Linked DNA regions of Sus scrofa: region 1 is linked to region 2. Evidence: chromatin contacts called from public Hi-C data. All regions are on one chromosome and are shown on one strand. The core of a region is the stretch at or near the end of the contact, and the rest is flanking DNA. Distances in the headings are between cores, read along the strand shown.

Evidence for each region. A called contact is a pair of places that touch in the nucleus more often than the background predicts.
Region 1: a Hi-C map of mesenteric adipose tissue shows a contact between it and region 2, with 2.0 times the contacts expected there. The contact joins the promoter of RPL23 here to the promoter of FBXO47 in region 2. A contact is called at or near these places in 1 of 5 promoter capture datasets (liver), 11 of 47 Hi-C or Micro-C datasets (alveolar macrophages, liver, mesenteric adipose tissue and 4 more) and 2 of 2 datasets of contacts at active chromatin or transcription factors (alveolar macrophages and skeletal muscle).

Annotation. Positions count from the first base shown.
Region 1 is chr12:23,278,469-23,281,723 of Sscrofa11.1, reverse strand. RPL23 (ribosomal protein L23) reads right to left here and starts at 1,759. Exons shown (of 5, transcript NM_001129955.1): 1 at 1,721-1,759; 2 at 1,061-1,144; 3 at 634-762. The coding sequence starts at 1,733.
Region 2 is chr12:23,180,461-23,183,463 of Sscrofa11.1, reverse strand. It overlaps FBXO47 (F-box only protein 47), which reads right to left and starts at 1,726. Exons shown (of 11, transcript XM_021067059.1): 1 at 1,544-1,726.

The sequences.
Region 1 (3,255 bases), core at 510-3,009, 98 kb before region 2:
CTGGGGAAATACCAAGGTAAATATGTGGAACCCCCAGCTTAAGATGGAAGCCAACTGAGAACTGAAGTACGGGAGTGATAGGATTTACATTTTAAGGAGTTCCTATCATGGCACAGCAGAAACGAATCCAACTAGGAACCATGAGGTTGCGAGATTGATCCCTGGCCTTGGCCAACGGGTTAACAATCTGCGGTGGCTGTTAGTTGTGGTGTAGGTCGCAGACGCAGATCAGATCCTGTCTGATTCTGGCATAGGTTGGCAGCTGCAGCTCCAATTCGACTCCTAGTCTGGGAACCTCCATATGCCAGGGTGTGGCCCTAAAAAGCAAAAAAAAAAAAAAAAAAAAAAAAAATTTAAAGATAGGCTTTGGCTTCAGTGTAGCAAACAAATTTAAGCAGTAAGGGAGGAAGCTAAGATTAGAGAATGATGTCTAAAGACAGCAGGAACAGAATTTAAATTGCAGGTATTTATCTTACAATGTCTTTCAAAGGAAATCAAGCATTAAGAGGCCCTGAGAGGTTAAAAAACAAAACAAAACAAAACACACACCAAACTATTGCTTCATTCTCCAATAAAGGGAGAAGTGGTTCAACGGTCCAGAAACCATAAGGAAGATTTGGTCTGTCTACTCACCCTTCTTTCTGAGCTCTGGTTTCCCTTTCTTGACTGTGGCCATCACCATGTCACCCACACCAGCAGCAGGAAGTCTATTCAATCGTCCCTTGATCCCCTTCACAGAAATGATATAGAGGTTTTTGGCTCCTACGAAAGGATGTAAACAAAAATGGTCTTTTTGAAGGGCCGATTAGGCAGTCCTGCATTTCCGACACTTCCAAGGCCTCTCTCTCCACTCACACCCCCAAGCGGTTCCACTCCCCCACCAGGTGAAATAGTTTGTCACACCACCGATTGAAGCAAAACAGCACAACTTGCTGCCGCTTCACCCAAAAGTGGTGTTTTTACTGTGCCCTTTCTTGGCGGCTCAGAAGGTCACGAGCAAAAGGCCCTCTGAGTGCTTTTAGAAAGGGGAATTTGGCAGGGTTGCAGCTTAAGATCTCACCCGTGTTATCAGCACAGTTGATCACTGCTCCAACCGGAAGACCCAAGGAAATCCGGAACTTAGCACCAGAGGACCCACCACGTCCTGTTAGTAGGGCGACAGAAGAGAGATCACTGTCCAGTCATGGTTCGGAGTTCCCTTCGCATTCTCAAGCTATGAATTCATTCGCATGTGTTTTGGGAAACGGTACACTATAGATTCGATTTCTCTAGGATTCCACTTACCCCCTCTCCAATGCCACTCAGTTCTCAGGGCAAATATCCAATTCCTCCCTCCTACAACCTCACATTGAGATTAGGGGGCCTGGACGACACAATTCCCGATCCAACTTTTGTACCACGCAGTTCTTCCTCCAAGGCGGGAGACCGCACACAAGTCGCCCGCTCTGCGGCTTAAGCTAGCCTGACTCCAACACCATTACTGCAGTGCTAGGCGCAGGGCAACCTCCCGGGGGATTCACGACTAGAATCACGACTGGATCCTGCCAACTCAATCCTCCAGGCCCCTCCGCCATTTCGGGGACTGTCCTGGTGCCCATCCACTCCCTCTCCGCCCCAAAGGAAAGCAGAGTGCCCCAGCTGCCCGTCGCCGCAGCTCCGGGTGAGGCCAGCAGCCACTTCGCGACAGATGGCGAAGGATCTCCCCAAGCCAAAGCCTCACCTCGCTTCGACATCTTGATGGCCCGACAAGGACGAAAAGGAAGTAAGAACAAAGGACCTTGGGATATGAAGCCGACGCCCCGCCCATTCAGGTCACGTGATCCAGAGTTGCCGTGTCCGCCCCTTCCCCGGGGCGTTCTCTTATTACGTCATAAATCGTGGACGTTGCCGTCTCTCGCTTCGAAGTGGGCAGTGGAATCTTTGAAGGCTACAGAAGAGAAAGAGTGCTTGAGTACCTACTGTACGAGTTGGAAAGTAGTTGTTGGGGACACAGAAACATTGGTTTAATTTATCGGACAACCTCTTCTGAGCACTAAGTGTGTACCAGGGATTTCGATGGACGCTAGAGGTTCAGAAATGATTAAAACATCCGTGCTGTATAAGGGCCCCCAAAAAACATGTGGCGGGGGGGGCGGAGTGAGAAAGAGCTCGAAATAGTTTCATTAGGATGTGATATAACTGAGAAGTGCCATTCCAGCGCTACAGATAATTCCTTATATGTGTGCTTGGTCCCACATTCATCTATATTTTAGAGTCTTGTTTTACTCATTACTCTTTTCATTGTTTGTCTTTCCCATTCTTCAAAGGAGCTCTGTTGATATAGTCATTCAAATATTTATTGAATGACTATTTTATGCCAGATACTGTCTTGGACATACACTAGACTACGTCAAAGGAAACAGATCTCTCTCTCTCTCTCTCTCTCTCTCTCTCTATATATATATATATATATATTTTTTTTTTTTTTTTTTTCTTTTTGCCTTTTCCAGGGCTGCTCCCATGGCACATGGAGGCTCCCAGGCCAGGGGTCCAATCAAAGATGTTGCCGCTGGCCTACGCCAGAGCTACAGCAACGCGGGATCTGAGCCGCGTCTGCAACCCACACCACAACTCACGGCAATGCCGGATCTTCAACCCACTGAGCAAGGCCCGAAACCTCATGGTTCCTAGTCCGATTCACCAACCACTGCGCCAAAATGGGAACTCCCAGATCAATATTCTTGACCTTAGGAAGCTTACATTCTGCCAGGGTGGCAGTGAAAGTGGATATTAGATACTAAATCATAGATGTAATAATTGCACTATATAGTATGTTAGATGGTTTAAGTATTATGAAAATAAAAGTAGAAAAGGGGGATCTGGGAGTGGGAGGAGGGGCAGACTGCAATTCAAAATCAGTGGGGGCTTCATGGAAGAAGTGTGACCTTAGTGCAAAGGTTTTAAGCTGAGGGACAATATGATTGTCTAGAGAAGAGCAATCCAGATAGAGTCATCAGCCAATGAAAGGCCCTAAGGCAGAAATGTGCCTGAGCGATATGAGGACCAGCAAGGAACCTAGGAGTGACTGGACAGAGTAAATGAAGGGAAAAGTAGTAGGACAGAAGGTCAGAAGTAATGGAACTTTAGGTCATTGTACACCGCTATTGACTTTGATATGTACAGACTGAAATGGGAAACGGTTAACTCATAAGCATTGAAGGGACATGATCTGAAAATATGTCAGAAGGATCACTCTACTTGAGACTAGAGAGAGCA
Region 2 (3,003 bases), core at 477-2,976:
ACTTATTCACCTAAAAAGTTACATATCAGAGTTCCCTTTGTGGTTCAGTGGTTAATGACACCCACTAGCCTCCATGAGGACATGGGTTCCATCCCTGGCCTTGCTCATTGGGTTAAGGATCCATCCTTGTGGTGAGCTGTGGTGTAGGCCAGCAGCTACAGCTCTGATTCGACCCCTAACCTTGGAACCTCCACATGCTGAGGGTGTGGCCCTAAAAAGACAATAAATAAATACAAAGTAAAAATTTTTTAAAGTTACATACCAATTTTTATCAATTTAAAATCCGTTATAGATTTGAAAATGTGGCCAAGAAATTTAGTGCTTAGTAAAACGCATACTGTGAGCCTTCTTTAAAAAAACCCATACCTTATATAGTGCTTTGCTTCAGCATCATTCAATGAGCATTTAAATTAGTAGATATTTCTAAATAATCATTAAAATGATACAAGTAGCATGTGCATTGTCAAAAATTTTACAAAATACAGCAAAATAAAAAGAAGAAAATTAAATTCATTTGGTTTTTGACACTTAACATTAAGCACTTTGGTTTATATCATTCCAGAATTTTACACACACACACACACACATATATATATAATTTTTTTCACAAAAAAAGAGGGACTATCATCCTTTTTTATAATCTGCATTTCAATTGTAATTGTAATTAAACCTGGAATTTCCTTCCATACCAATAGATACACTTCTACAAGTATATATATATTTTAAAGACTGCATGGGATTCGACCAAATGGAAGAATAATTTAATCCATAACATTGTTTTCAACTTTTCACAGTAGGTATTTTAAATCATTTTCATTATAGTAAAATATACATCTGGCCTAGGATTTATTCTTTTTCTCTGAGGACCTGCTAAGCTGGGAATGGGTGGAGCTTGTGGGATCTTCAGACCCTCACTGATAACCTAATACCCGCGGACTCCAGTGTGTTAAGCACACTCTGCCTATATTTTTAAACCTCTGAGAGGATTAAAACACAATGACCCAAATTCTTTAAAAGCTTTAGTCTCCTCTTACAATTTCTTATTTTCCTCACTTAGACCTAAACGGTTTGGGGGAGATAGCAGGCTTTTCTGAAAATCCTAAAGATGTAATTCCAAATTACTTCTGGTTGCCTCTCAGTCCTCTAGAGAATGAGACTAACGGACCAAAATAATCCTAGTAAGATGATGTTTCAATGCCCTGTTCCATCCCGCTCATTTTGCCCACGTGTGAAAGGCTTTGAAGGCTCTCTTGGATGAACTTCTTTCCCCGTTTTCAGAGAAAACCGTCCAACAGCAATTCACTAGGATTTCTATTTTATTTTAACCTAAGACAATCTTTTAAGAGATCCACCTCCATCTGCCCGAGAATTCGCCCAAAGATCTCCAGAGAGGTAAACTGGGGGTAGGGGGTCGGGGGCATAAAAGAGAAACTGGCCGATATACTACTCAAACCACACTGCGGTGCATTTTTGACCTCCTTCAGTCCACGAAAAGGTGAAGCTGTCTCCAGAAACTATTGGGGGAAAATAAATCTCTTTTTACCACAGATTTGGACAATTTCCCGGCTAAAGGATCACAGGAAAATGCGACTTAGTCGTTTTGCCCCTCCATCCTCAAAACTTCTTAATGTTTTAGAAAATTTTTCCTCAAAAAAAGATTTTGCCGCCAGGAAGAGGGAGGGTCCGCCTCAGGTCGGTTCCGGAGCTGCGTTCCTGCCTCCCAGGCGCCCCCTTGGCCTCGAGAATATTTTAGAATCCTCCCAGGAGCCCCAGCGGGAAGGAGGCCCCGCCCCCTCATGAATAGGAAGAACGCCGGCTCCCAGAGTGCCCTCCTTCCTCTTGAATATTTCAGAGCCCTCCCCAGGAGCTCGGGAAGGAGACTCCGCCCCCTCATGAATAGTAAAAGTCCTGGCACTCACAGACCCCTTCCACGCTATGAATAATTAACGAGGATGTAGTCTTTGGAGGCCGAACTTAGGCCAAAACCACCTTTACTTCAAACCGATGACCGGAAGGGGTGGGGCAGTTACGGACGTGGAGGGGACGGTGCGAAACGAAGCGTCCCAACCTGGCGCACCACACATCTGCTCCAAGCCACTTCCTTTCCCTTTATCTTAGTTTTTTAACTCCTCCCATCCCTACAAGGTAAGGTACAAGAGGACTCAATGAAAACTTCTGTTGGGAAGAACCTGCAAACATTCCTTTTTTTAACCTATTTTGGTACCTAGAAGCAAAGATGCCTCCGGCATGTCAAGATGGAGTCCAAGGAAGTTCCTGTTGTGGTGCAGCGGAAAAGAATCCCCCTAGGATCCATGAGGACGCTGGAGCCATGAGGATGCTGGTTCCATCCCTGGTCTCGCTCAGTGGGTTAGGGATCTGGAGTTGCTGTGAAAGCCCTGGTGTGGGTTGCAGATGCGGCTTGGATCCCACACTGCTGTGACGTAGGCCTGCAGCTGTAGCTCTGGTTTGGCCCCTACCTTGGGAACTTCTATATGCTGATGGTGGTGCCATCCTAAAAAGCAAAAAAGATGGAGTCCAAAGCAAATCTTCCTAGCTTGGCCCTCCCTTGAAGATTAAGTCCTTCTTCATTTATTCATTCAGTAGCTGGTTACTGAAAGTTGCTCTGGGCTAGTCACGGGGAAGGCCCTAAACATACAACTGAGAACAAGATATATGTTTCCTGGCTTCATGGAGCTTATTAGTCTAAGTCTAAGCTTATTACTCTTATAAGTCTTATTAGTCTTAAGATAGAATAAACAGGGAGTTCCCAATGTGGCTCAGTGGGTTAAGAACCCAACTATTACCCATAAGGATGCAGGTTTGATCCCTGGGATGCTTAGTGGGTTAAGGATCCAGCATTGCTGTGTAGGTCACAGACATGGCTGGAGTCTGGCATTGCTGTGACCATGGCACAGGCAGGCAGCTGCTATTCCTATTCCACCCCTAGCCTGGGAACTTCCATGTGTTGCAGGTGTGTCCCTAAATAAACAAACAAAAAAGTTT